2 separate regions of the Sus scrofa genome follow, and region 2 is linked to region 1. The links are chromatin contacts, called in public promoter capture Hi-C maps. All regions are on one chromosome and are shown on one strand. The core of a region is the stretch at or near the end of the contact, and the rest is flanking DNA. Distances in the headings are between cores, read along the strand shown. Region 1 holds the start of UNC119 (protein unc-119 homolog A). Region 2 holds the start of DHRS13 (dehydrogenase/reductase SDR family member 13).

What was found. Promoter capture Hi-C pulls out the DNA fragments that hold promoters and counts their contacts.
Region 2: a contact with region 1 is called in a promoter capture Hi-C map of fetal liver, with 2.8 times the contacts expected there. The contact joins the promoter of DHRS13 here to the promoter of UNC119 in region 1. A contact is called at or near these places in 1 of 5 promoter capture datasets (fetal liver) and 1 of 2 datasets of contacts at active chromatin or transcription factors (alveolar macrophages).

Annotation. Positions count from the first base shown.
Region 1 is chr12:44,803,686-44,810,026 of Sscrofa11.1, reverse strand. It overlaps UNC119 (protein unc-119 homolog A), which reads left to right and starts at 2,693. Exons shown (of 5, transcript XM_003131761.5): 1 at 2,693-3,005. The coding sequence starts at 2,786. PIGS (phosphatidylinositol glycan anchor biosynthesis class S) reads left to right here. Exons shown (of 12, transcript NM_001244339.1): 11 at 1-15; 12 at 615-1,696. The coding sequence ends at 890.
Region 2 is chr12:45,124,575-45,130,915 of Sscrofa11.1, reverse strand. DHRS13 (dehydrogenase/reductase SDR family member 13) reads left to right here and starts at 3,432. Exons shown (of 5, transcript XM_021067495.1): 1 at 3,432-3,787; 2 at 3,883-4,001; 3 at 5,390-5,513; 4 at 5,706-6,017. The coding sequence starts at 3,661. It overlaps LOC106507968 (a long non-coding RNA gene), which reads right to left and starts at 3,609. Exons shown (of 2, transcript XR_001304414.2): 1 at 3,524-3,609; 2 at 494-1,699. PHF12 (PHD finger protein 12) reads left to right here. Exons shown (of 16, transcript XM_005656997.3): 16 at 1-1,052. The coding sequence ends at 121.

The DNA of each region.
Region 1 (6,341 bases), core at 1,444-3,943:
GATGTGGCATCTGAGGTAAGCAGGCAGGGGATGGATTCTGTGACCTAGGACGAGTAGCCACCAGGACCAGGGTGTGGTGAAACCAGAGAGCCATCGAGGTTCAGGAAGTGTATGGGCATGCCATCCTTGAGTGCCCGGGGTTTCCTCTAGAGGGCAGTGCCAACTCCCTGGTAGGAATCCAGATGGGGTGTAAGGAGTTAAACAGGCTGTAAGAAAATACACCCTGCCCTTTTTTTTTTTTTTAATTTTAGGGCCACACCCACGGCATGTGGAAGTTCCCAGGCCAGGGGCGGAATCAGCTGTAACTGCCGGCCTATGCCACAGCCACAGCAACATCATATCCGAGCCGTGTCCGTGACCTGCACCATAGCTCACGGCAGTGCCGGATCCTTAACCCACTGAGCAGGGCCAGGGATCGAACTGGCATCCTCATGGATGCGAGTCAGATTGTTTCTGATGATCCGCGACGGGAACTCGCACCTTACCCTTTTTATACTGGCCTCTGCATATCCTGGGCAAACTCTAGGCAGACGGAAGACCCAGTGAGGCCCTCCCCTGCCCTCCCCACCAACTGCTGCCTAGGACTTTTTGGTAACCCCCTACTCCCTTCCTAGGTGTACAGGGCCGTGGCTGCAGTCCAGAAGGCAGCGGAGGAGTTGGCCTCTGGACACCTGGCCTCTGCCTTTGCTGCCAGCCAGGAGGCTGTGACGTCCTCAGAGCGTGCCTTTTTTGATCCCTCGCTGCTCCACCTCCTCTATTTCCCTGATGACCAGAAGTTTGCCATCTACATCCCGCTCTTCCTGCCTATGGCTGTGCCCATCCTTTTGTCCCTGTTCAAGATCTTCCTGGAGACTCGCAAGTCCTGGAAGAAGCCTGAGAAGATAGACTGAGCAGGGCAGCATCTCAGTAGGAAGCCTTCCTTTTTGGCCAGCATGGGAGCTGTTAGGCTGAGAGGCAGATAAGTGGGGCCTGCCACGAATGACTTGTCTCCAGCCTGCTCTGTCGCCCCTGCAACGGTTGAAGTCTAACACTCCAAGAGGGTTTCATCTCTCCTTTCCCTCCCATTCATCTGGCTCAGGGCTCTCCCACTCTTCAAGCCCTCCAACCCCCTCCTCAAAAGACACATCATTGGTGTCTCCTTACCGGTCTTGAACTTGAGGGCCCTTTTCTCTCTCCCTCTGGGCAGGGGCAGCTTGTGCCTCTGCCCTGTTCCCCACAGTCCTCTTGCACTGAGAGGGAGCACTGGGGGAAAGCCCTGGGTTGGATTCTAGGGCTCTGCCCTCCAGGCCCTCAGGGAGAGCCCTAGCACTGCTCCCATGGAAAGGGCTGGGCTCCTGTCACCTCTGGGGCCTTCTCCCTTACTCCCCTTGCTCCAGGCTGGCTACACCTGTTGGGTGCAGCCTATTGCTGTGTGTGGCAGAGGTTGCCTTTATCTTTACCTAGAGGCAGTATGGTGCGGTGGGGAAAATTCCGGACTTGGGATCAAACACATCTGAATTCAAACCCTTGCTTCTGCCCTTATCATCTGGGGAGCTTTGAGTAGGCCACTTAATCCTCCCTGAGCCTCAGTTTTTCATTTAAAAATAGCACTGATACCTCCCTTACAAGGTGGTTGTGAGTATTAAATGGATGAGCATGTGAAAGTGTCTGGCATATTCTAGGCTCTCAATAAACGTTGGTTGAATGTGAATTGGAATTATATGAAGTATGAGTGTAACTTTCATTCATTTGTGTTTTAAGTAATGATTTCCTGATGCCTGTCCTCCTGGGCTCACTGGTCCACTTTGCTTCTACTGGCTATGTGCCCTTCCTGCCTCCCTATCTTGGAGGGCCCTGTGGTGGCTAGAATCTTGTAGGCTATTGTCCCTCAGTGTGTCCTGGCTTGTCTAGCAGGGGGTTTGGGAGAGAATAGCTTTTACTGGTGTAAGCCCTCAGATACTAACTAATTCATAAATTCAAAAATAAAATAAAATTGACCCTTTAAGAATGCAGGGGTTGGGACACCCACCTTCCGGTGCATTCAGAATCAGAGTATAATTTATCATTGGCCCTGGGTATTAGCAGTTTCGCATCTGCAGTTTCACCCAACCTTCCATTGTGTAGTATTTTTTATTGGAAAAAAGTGCACATATAAGTGGCCCTACACACTTCAAACTCATGTCGTTCAAGGGCCAGCTGTATTGAGCACAGGCTGCAGTGGGCATTATGCAAGGTGCTGAGTGGTATTTTAGAGAACGGATAGGACCTCTGCTTTTAAGTAATTGGTCTTTAAGGGGGAAAGAGTGAACAAACGAAACTAATTTCAGATAATGCTTTAGAAAGAAAAAATAGGCTGATCAGATAGTGACTGGGGGTTGGTATTGGTACTTGAGATTGTGAGTCTGAGAGGGCCTCTGAGCAGAGGTATTTGAGCTGAGACTAGAAGGACAAGAGGAGGCCTTCTGGGGGAAGAGCATCCCAGGCAAAGACCCTGAGGCGGGAACTCTTTTGAGGGGCGGAGAGAAGGGCGGAGCGGCTGGAGTACAGCGAGTAAGGAGAAGGTAGCCTTAAAATTCCTACAGATAAAAGTGGGAACAAAAATGAGAGAACCTGGGAGCGAGCCTCAACCCTGCCCGCGTGAGTAGCTCAGGTGGGCGGGCGGTGGGCGGGGCCAGTTCTGGGCCCACCCCGGGGGCGGGGCGGTACCTGGGGCCCCGGCGGGGGCGGGGCTGCGGACGCTCCCCCTTTGCTCCAGCCGGCGCAGGCAGCCGCGGCGGCAGCAGGCGAGCCGCGGCCCCGCGAGGCCATGAAGGTGAAGAAGGGCGGCGGCGGGGCCGGGACGGCGGCGGAGCCCGCTTCAGGGGCCTCGGGCCCAAGCGTGGAGCCCAAGCTGGAGCCGCAGGCGGAATCCGGGTCCGGGTCCGAGTCGGAGCCGGAGGCAGGCTCGGGGCCCAGGCCGGGGCCGCTGCAGAGGAAGCAGCCGATCGGGCCGGAGGACGTGCTGGGGCTGCAGCGGATCACGGGCGGTGAGCACCAAGCGAGGGAACGCCGCCGGCAGGCGGGAGCTAGAGAGGGCCCTCGAGGCGCGCGGAGCCCGGGCCCCCGCCCCCTTTCCCTCCCTCCCCTGCCTCCCCTCCCCCACCCGGGTCTCCCTGGCCGGTGTCCCCTATCCTTCTGCCTCTGGGCCTGAGATCTCCATGTACCTCCTTCCTTTGATATCTCTCTGTGCCCCCTTCTTTCTGTAGAGATTTCTTTCCACCCGACTCTTTCCTTTTTGAAGAGTCTATCCCCCTTTTCCAAGGGTGGAGGTGGGCAGCAGCTGCTACTGTGACCCCTTCCCCACAGTCCTCAGAACCCTGTGAAGATTTTCTCTGCAATAACGAGGAGGGGGGCTAAGGGCAGTCTGTCCTCAGTCTCCACCCTGGAGGCTTGGTGGAGGCAGAGTTACTTGGGTGGTATCAAAACCCTCCTGTCTCCCTGATCGTTAATGCCCTCACCCTGGACACCCCAGGAAGTCTGAAGCCATCCTCCTACCCCGGAAAGAACCTGAAGAGGAAACTTCAGTGGGTTGGCTCTGGGCTCTCTCAAGGGAGTGGGTTAATGAATGCCCCCCCCCCCCCCCGCGCCACCCCACGCAGCCTGGACTAGGGCCTGACCTCTTCTGGGAGGCCAAGTCTCCACTGTGGCTGAGTTTCTGAGCTCGACCTGCCTAAGCTGAACTTCCAGCTTTGTCGTGTAATTGGCTGTATGATCTTGGGCTCATAACTTCACCTCTCTGCACATATTCACCTGTAAAATGGGGATAATAACTCCTACCTTACAGAGCTATTGTGAAAATAAATCCTCTGATTTTGCACCGTGCCTGGCGTTGTGCATGCCCTGTAAATAGGGCTCTTTTATCAATAGTACTGAGGGCCCCACAGGACTGCTCATAGCTGCTGCTGAGAGGCAGACAACTGGGCATTCAGGGCAGGGGAGGGGGTCACCAGAGGCAGGCAACAAGGACCAGGAAGTCTCATGGCAGAGGCAGTGGTTGAGCGTCAAAGAACACAGCATTTGGAGAGGCAGTGGCTTTCTACCTCGACCTCATTGATCAGTAACCCTACCCTGGCTCCCTCTGTGACAGTAGCTCTTGGGGCCTCTCGGTGGGGGTGGGGGGCAAATGCTGGAGTGGACCTTAGCTCTGGAGCTGCAGGAACGGCAGAGCCCGGGGCTTCCAGTCAGAGCTGTGAAGGGGACCTGACAGCAGGTCTAGGCTTGTGCATCTGGGTCCCTGGGGGACCAGCCTCTTCCTCCTCGCTAAGCCAGGCAGCCATTCTTGGCTGGGCCCCCAGAGCCGCTGAGCTGCCTTGCCTGAGCCGGCGCTGGTAGAGGGAAGGTACCTGGACTAGTCTGATGTTGGTGCCAGTTGGACTGTCATTGGCAACAGCAGCATTTAGGGTTCAGGTTAGTCTGGGGCAGAACTTCTTTTTTTTTTTTTTTTTTTTTTTTTTGCTTTTCATGGCCACATCCACAGCATATGGAAGTTCCCAGGCTAGGGGTCGAATCGGAGCTGGAGCCACAGCAATGCAGGATCCGAGCCGTGTCTTCGACCTACGCACCACAGCTCATGGCCATGCTGGATCCTTAACCCACGGAGCGAGGCCAGGGATCGAGCCCGCATCCTCATGGATATTAGTCAGATTCATCTCCAATATGCCACAATGGGAACTCCTGGGGCAGAAGTTCTTTACTGAGGGTCTAACTTGTCCAGGTCCTAGGTAACTTTAGAGGTTATTTTGCAGCTATGGGGGCTTCCAGCCCATGTACATTTGTCTCGGAATCGGGAAGAAATTCATAGCTCTTTGAGATGTGACACCTGTGGGGGATGAGTAGAGGAGAGGGTTTCACAGGAGCCCTTTCCTTTGCAGAAGTTGAGAACAGGGCTCCAGGACTCTCCCCCCACGGCCTCTTCTGACCCTAATCACACAGGTCTGAGGTTTGCTCTGCCCGGATTACCCAGCGCTGAATCCAGCTTAGGAAGCTATTTGTGGCCGAGAGGAAGGGAGCAGTTGTGTTCTGAACCCTTGGCTACGCTGCCCCTTATCTGGGCTGACCCCGGGTCCCTGGCCTTATCCTTCTCTGGTAGAGGGAGGGAGTGGATGTGGTGTCCTGAACCATGGGCATCCTTGTTTCTCACTTCCTCTAAGGACAGAGGGGTTGAAAGGTTGAGTTTGCAGCAGGAGAGACTGAGGCCAGACTGCAAGGCGTTCTCAAATGAGAGGAGAGGTCCCAGAAGTTAGAAAACGGGGGACGAAGGAGGGCTTCATGGGGAGCTGGGACTTGGGCCACTAGGATGCCGTTCCCACTTTTGTCATATCCTCTTCCTATGCCCTACAGCTTCCTTCTGCAGCTCTGGATTAATGCTTACTTTCTGTGAAAATAAAGTGTGTACAGGGTGAGGTAGGTAGGAGCTGCCTACTTCCATTCTGCCCCCTATCCTCTCCCCACCATGGGCTGTGGTGGACAAGCTGTTGCTCAGGCCCCTCCATAAGCCTTCTAGTCTTTGCTGGACCCCATCGTGCCAGGTGGCTACCTGGAGGGCTTCCTGGAGGGGGCTGTCGCAGGCTTGGGGAAGAGAGAATAATTTTACATTCACTTCCTCTTCCTGCCCCAGAGGAATGGGAGGTGGCCCAGGGGCCTAGAGGGTGATTTCCGGGCCTCTATGGGGAGGATGTGATGCTGGGCAGGGTGACAGCATCAGAGCCCCTGCTGCACCTCTCTGCTCCTTCCTATTTGCTCCAGGACCTCCCTGAGTGCTTGCAGTTGTTGCTGCAAGAGCAGTGAGGGTTGGATCAGGCCCTGCTGTTCCTGAGCTTCCTCAAGTGGACCCACCACTGTTCCTGCTTCCTCTTCTGGGCCCGAGGACTCCCCTTACCCCGTGCACAACCCTGCTGCACCTGCCACACCCTCTTCCTGGCCTTGTGGGGGTGGCTCGAGTCAGAACACAGAGAACATGGCTCCCTGTGTTCTCTAAGACCTCCTCCCGCTGGAAGATCAACAGGGGATAGGAGCAATTCCCACCCCCGCCCCCCGTAGTCCGGGCTCTGGGCTTGAGTCAGCAGAGCTTTGGCTAAGCTGCTTAAGGGAGCTGGGTTTGTGTAAGCCTCTTATGGGCAGAGGAGGGGCCCGTGGGGGGCCGGGGATGAGGAGGAACAGAGAAAGGGGTGTTCGTCTGCCCTAGCACTACCCAGGTCAGAGAAAGTCCTTGCCTGACACACTTAGAGGTGGCGCCAGGGGCGGCTGTGGGGTGGGGACGGCGGTATCCTATCCTGGGGTAGAGCTGTGTCTCCCGCCTTAGAGTGAGGTACCCCAAAGCAGGG
Region 2 (6,341 bases), core at 2,183-4,682, 320 kb before region 1:
TGAGTTTGCGACCAAACAGCCCAAAGGAGATGCCAGCCTGCTGCAGGATGGGGTCTTGGCCGAGAAGCTCTCTCTCAAGCCCCACCAGGGCCCTGTGCTGCGCTCCAACTCCGTTCCCTAGGACTGGCGGCCATGTCACCTGCCTGTCCACCCAACCCAAGACTCCTGCAATGCAAAAATGTACACAAACCAAGCCTGGGTTTTTTCTATACTCCACCAGAAACCCTTCAACTACAATCTTTGCATGAAATGAAGAAAACCTTTTGACTGTTTTTTAAAAATCCTTTTTCTTTTCTCAAGTTCTAGGGGGCATTTGCACATATATTTGTACTCAACATTTCATGGGAAAGCGGCTGACCGAGCTGAGGAACAGCGTGGGCAGGGAGGGAAGGCCGATGGTCTGGACACTTCCTCCAACACAGAACCGCTCCCCACCCACCTTCTGCTCCCTCCCCCTCGCCCGCCGTTGTAAAATAATCAGAAACTTGTTCTATTTTGTGGCAGTGACAATAGTTTTATATTAAAAGAAAAAAATACAGTTTTCATACAGCAAAATCTATACAATATCATTGTTTTATTTAATAAAGATCGCTACCCACCCTCCTCCTATGGTTCCCACCCTCCGGGTTCTTTTCCCTTTCTGCAGCAGTTGCACTACAGGTAGCTACTGTGTATTATGGACAAATGAGAAATGAATTCTTTTTCTGGCTGTCCATCTATTTTATTTCAAATAAGGAAAAGTGTATTTGGATTTTGTGTAAATACATCTAGTGATGACATTTTTTCAATGTTTTTAAAAACTGTGTACAGTACTACATGTGGTAGAGCGTTTTCTTCAAATTGTCTATTGTAGCAAAAACGTTTTTGTCGTAAACCTGTTTTGTCTCCTTTTTTTGTTCTCTTGCCACTTCTCTCCTGCTCCTCCCATCCCTGGCTCCCTCCTCTCCTCCCTCCCCCCACAACTAGTACTGATGTACATAGTAATTGTAATGTTTTAGACTTTACAGAAACTTTCCTGTATTCTGTATATAAAAAAACAAAAATACTTCAAATTATGTTTTCTGCCTGTCTGTCCTACCTGTCATCACCCTTAGAGGGGCCCTTCTCTGAGGCCTCATTGAGGAAGTCTCATTCCCAGATACTCTGTCCCCATGGGAAGTTAGGAGAGGGAGGTGCTGGAGAAAAGTGAAGTGGGAGGGAGGGAGAGGAGGCTGGGGGGCATCCGCAAAGGGGCTTTGTGGGCGACTTGAGGGAGTTCAGAGGGCTCCGGTCTTTTGACATCAGGTTCTGCAAGAGTCCAAGAGTGCAGATCCCTGCTCCCAAACCAAGACATTAGGACAGAAGCTGCCACAGGACCCTGGCATTCTGGTCCAGAAGCTTTAACCAAAGGAGTTGGGGCTGCCTTTGGTCCCAGTTTGCTATCAGATTTCATCCATCTGTTCTGGGAGAAGTCCTACCTTGTTTTGTCCTTTTCCCCTCAGCTCTGGCTGGGAGTGGAGCAATTCATTAATTTATTCAAGTGGCGCTCGAGTTCATCCTCCTCCAGGACTTGAGTCTTGGTCTGGGTCACTTGGGGTGAGCAGTCAATAGAGCAGATGTGACCCTGCCTCTTGAAGCTTAGAGTCTAGTGTGGAGCAGTTTGTTGATTCACATGTCTTTGAAGAGCATGAAGTAAAAGAAATTCAGTCTCTTGGAGTTCCTGTCATGGTTCAGCAGAAACGAATCTGATTAGCATCCATGAGGACGCAGGTTTGATCCCTGGCCTCGCTCAGTGGGTTAAGGATCCGGCGTTGCCATGAGCTGTGGCATAGCTCGCAGACTTGGCTCGAATCTGACGTTGCTGTGGCTCTGGTGTAGGCTGGCAGCTGTAGCTCTGATTCGACCCCTAGCCCGGGAACCTCCAACATGCTGTGAGTGTGGCCCAAAAAACCAAAAAAAAAGAAAGAAATTCAGTCTCTAGATCCAGCCGTGCCATAAGTAGTGTGATGCAATCACAACTTTACAATGGCAGTTCCGCATCAGAAGATGTATACCCTTAATTTTTTTTTTTTTTTCTTTTGGCCATGCCTGCAGCATGCAGAAGTTCCCAGGCCGGAGAGATCAAACCCAAACCACAGAAATGACAACTCTGGATCCTCAACCCACTGGGCCACCCACTGGAACTCCCTGAAAAAATTTTTCCTGAGGACCATCTCCTACTCCTTAGGGAACACCTCAGTGTGTATGCACTGTTAAGAGTACTTGGTACTTGTTTGTATATTAGGATTTTGCCTGGGGGGTGGACAGTCCATCCATTTACCTCATTAATACTCCAACCCTACCTTCATCCCACAGCACCAACACTTGAACCCTGAATCCACAGTGCAGCTAAATAGGAAACTTCCCCTGGAATCCAAGGTCTGTCTAGCTTTGTCTCCATGACTCTTCCCCCTGCCCTAATGAACTCCCTTTGGGCAGAAACACATTGATCTGCTTGATATTTCCAAGGCTAACTGCACCACTGGGCACGCTGTATGGGCCACACAACGCGTGCTAAGTCGTACTGGATTTCTCCTTTCTCCTGGCAAGTCACTTTGCCTGCGATATCCTTACCCAGGGCTCCCTAGCTCTCCCCGCCCACCTTGCCATCATATGCACTTCTTCCATTCAGTGATGGAGCTTCTTGACCTATTTGTACCACCTCTGAGTAGCATTCTGGAGGCAAATTTCCTCCTGAAGGTCAGATAACAGATGTTATTAACACTCTCTTCCCACTTCCCTTCAGAAATGGGAGGTGGTGGGGGCAGAGGCAGGGAGACAGACAGCAAATGAATGAGTGGATCCTGACAGCCCTTAATTGGTGATGCCACCCTGAACACATTGTATCATCTCTCTGGTCTCTGAGAGGAATCCTAGAAGCTGAGGGCTGAATTTGAGGATAAGGAATTGACAGACCTTTTTACAGAGGGCAAAGCATCCAGGACTGGACGCCTCAGAAACAGCATTCATGTACCCACTCCCCTCTAGATGGGAAGGGCTACTGCTACATACTGACACCCAGAGGGCTCTCACACCCAGTTAGTCCTCTTAGGAGCCTTCAGCTGCAAAGCCCAACCCAAAGTACGGCAGCATGTGAAAGAGATGTTCGTTCAAGCACACGGTCAACAGACTACCTATACACGCACATACCTGGAGAGGCTCAAGGCTCACATGGGCACAGTCACATAAAAGGAGCTCACACAGACACACACCTAGAGGGCACTCCCAAGACCCACAACTATACACACCTACAAGGTGCTCCCTTGGGCACACAGAGGATCGAGAGGCACACACACAACTTAAAGGGCGATCCCAGGACCCAGGGGCACATTACACACCAAAAAGTCATTCACACCCTCACTTGGGATGCAGGTACGTACCTAGAGGGCGCTCCCAGCCCCAAATACACGCATGCACCTAGGTTTTCGTACAAGCACGCACCAAGAGGACGCAGACGCACGCCAAGGAGGCGCTCCCGGGGCACGCACACACACCCCTGCCCTACCTCCTACCCGCCTCCGCCTCCGCGAGGTGGAGGAGTGCCTCGCGCCTTCCAGGCCCGAGGGGGGGCGAACCGGCATCCCCCGGGCGGCGATCCAGGGCGGCTCCGGGCCTGGCCGGGAACCCGGAGGCGCGGCCAGCATGGAGGCGCTGCTGCTGGGCGTGGGGCTGCTGCTGGGCGCCTACGTGCTTGTCTACTACAACCTGGTGAAGGCCCCGCCGTGCCGCGGCATCGCCAGCCTGCGGGGCCGCACGGCCGTGGTCACGGGTGAGCGCCAGCGGGCGGGGAAAGGGAGCGGGGAGGCCGGGACGGCGCGGGCGGAGGCCCGCGGGCTCAGCTCGGCTCTCCTCCGCCCTCCGCAGGCGCCAATAGCGGCATCGGGAAGATGACGGCGCTGGAGCTGGCGCGCCGGGGAGCGCGCGTGGTGCTGGCCTGCCGGAGCCGGGAGCGCGGCGAGGCGGCCGCCTTCGACCTCCGCCAGGTAAGGGAGGTTAGCGCTGGGCGGGACGGTGAAGAGAGGACAGGCACACGGAGAACGCAGGGGTGCATAGAGCAGCGCCCGGAAATCCAGCCTCTGAGAAGAGAATGCGGCTCAGTCCACCAAGTGCCGAAGTGGGGCTGCAGAAGTGCTCTGGTCACACAGCGAAGCGGCACCTGTAATTGCTGTTCTAAGACATTTAAGGATTGGTAGGAGTTACATTAATGAAAGACAGTCAGAAAGGGAACAGCATATGCAAAGGCCCTGAGGCAAGTAATTGATCAGATTTAAGCAACTGATTAAAAGGGAAGCCGGAGCACAGAATATGAGGAAAAGGGGCAGAATGAAGGGGCTGAACCCTATAAGCCAGGTCCAGGTTCTGAGGGCCCTTATAGACCTTACTGGAATCGTATTTTTTTAGAATGGGCAGTGAAGATCCAATGAGGGTCCCCAGCGGGGTCTGGACGGTCAGAATAGCCTATTGGAATGAAGCCCTTGGTGGCTGTGTGGTACCTGGTTTAGAGGAGACAAGAGTGGGCTGGAGGCCAGCAGGGAGTCTGTTGTAGATTTTAGGGTAAACAATAATGGGCAGAGGGTATGATAATAATAATAGCACGTGCCTATACGGTGCTGACTGCGTGCCAAGCACTGTTCTAAAGATTTTAAATACAGTAACTCATTTAATCCTCACAATAACTGTAAATACTATATTATTATTTCCATTTTACAGAAAACTAAGGCTCAGAAAGATTAAGTATCTTGCTCAAGGACACACTCTAGTAGAAGGAAAAGTCAAGATTTGCATCCAGGAGTTCCCGCTATGGCACAGTGGATTATGTATCCTACTGCAACAGCTCAGGTTGCTGCAGAGGTGTGGGTTTGATCCCTGGGAGGTGCAGCGGGTTTAAAGATCCAGCGTTGCAACAGCTGCAGCTCGGATTCGATCCCTGGCTTGGGAACTTCCATATGACACCAGTGCGGCCATTAAAAAAAAAGAAAAAAGAAAGGAGTTCCTGTTGAGGCATGGCAGAAACAAATCTGACTAGTATCCATGAAAACGCAGTTTCGATCCCTGGCCTCTCTCAGTTGGTCAGGGATCCAGCGTTGCTGCGAGCTGTGGCATAGGTTGCAGACACGGCTGGGATCCCCATGTTGCGGTGGCTGTAACATAGGCCGGCAGCTGCAGCTCTAATTTGACCCCTAGCCTGGGAACTTCCATATGCTGCAGGTGCAGCCGTAAAAAAAAAAGATTCGCATCCAGTGTCCACGCACAATATCCACTACATTCTAATGCATGGGGCAGATCTTAGTTGTAGGAGCGGTTGGACTCTCAGAATTTGCCGCTTGGGGAGAGGGATGCATATGACAGCCCAGCCCTTGCCACTCCACAGGAAAGTGGGAACAATGAGGTCATCTTCATGGCCTTGGACTTGGCCAGTCTGGCCTCCGTGAGGGCCTTTGCCACTGCCTTCCTGAGCTCTGAGCCACGGCTGGACATCCTCATCCACAATGCCGGTGAGGGGCAGCAGGCCGTGCAGGGGGGCAGTGGGTGGCCAGGGGCAGCTGACCCCTCCAGCCAGGGTTTTCCGGGCCCAATGGACATGTGGGAAGGATACCCCCTACCGACATCTCACATGGGAGACACCAAGGCCTCTGGGAGTCCCTCTGGAGCAGTTACTCACACCTAGCCGTGTTCCACTGTCCCAGGGATCAGTTCCTGTGGCCGGACCCGCGAGCCCTTTAACCTGCTGTTGCGAGTGAACCACGTCGGCCCCTTTCTGCTGACACACCTGCTGCTGCCCCGGCTGAAGACATGCGCCCCCAGCCGCGTGGTGGTGGTGTCCTCGGCTGCTCACCGGCGAGGCCGCCTCGACTTCACACGCCTGGACCGCCCAGTGGTAGGCTGGCGGCAGGAGCTGCGGGCATATGCAGATAGTAAGCTGGCCAATGTACTGTTTACCAGGGAGCTTGCCACTCAGCTTGAGGGCACTGGCGTCACCTGCTATGCAGCCCACCCAGGTGAGACCTGGCTCTCAAACTGCTCTGCTTTGTTTTGATTCCCCCTCTTTCATCCTTGCCCCACCCGGTACTCCCCCAGCTTCTCACTGAGCAACAGAATCTCAGAGCAGGAAGGAAGCCTGGTCCAAGGAGGGACCTGTTCATTGCTGAGTTCTTCCTCTCACACCACAGGCTTGGATGCTGACTACGGAGTAGGGTATGGCCATGAATAAGGCCAGGTTCTCACCCCAGGAGCCATCTATATGACTGAACGGACTATAACATGATAATGATGGTGTTGGTTCATGCATTCAGGAAACATTTATTGAGGACCTATGTTTCTGG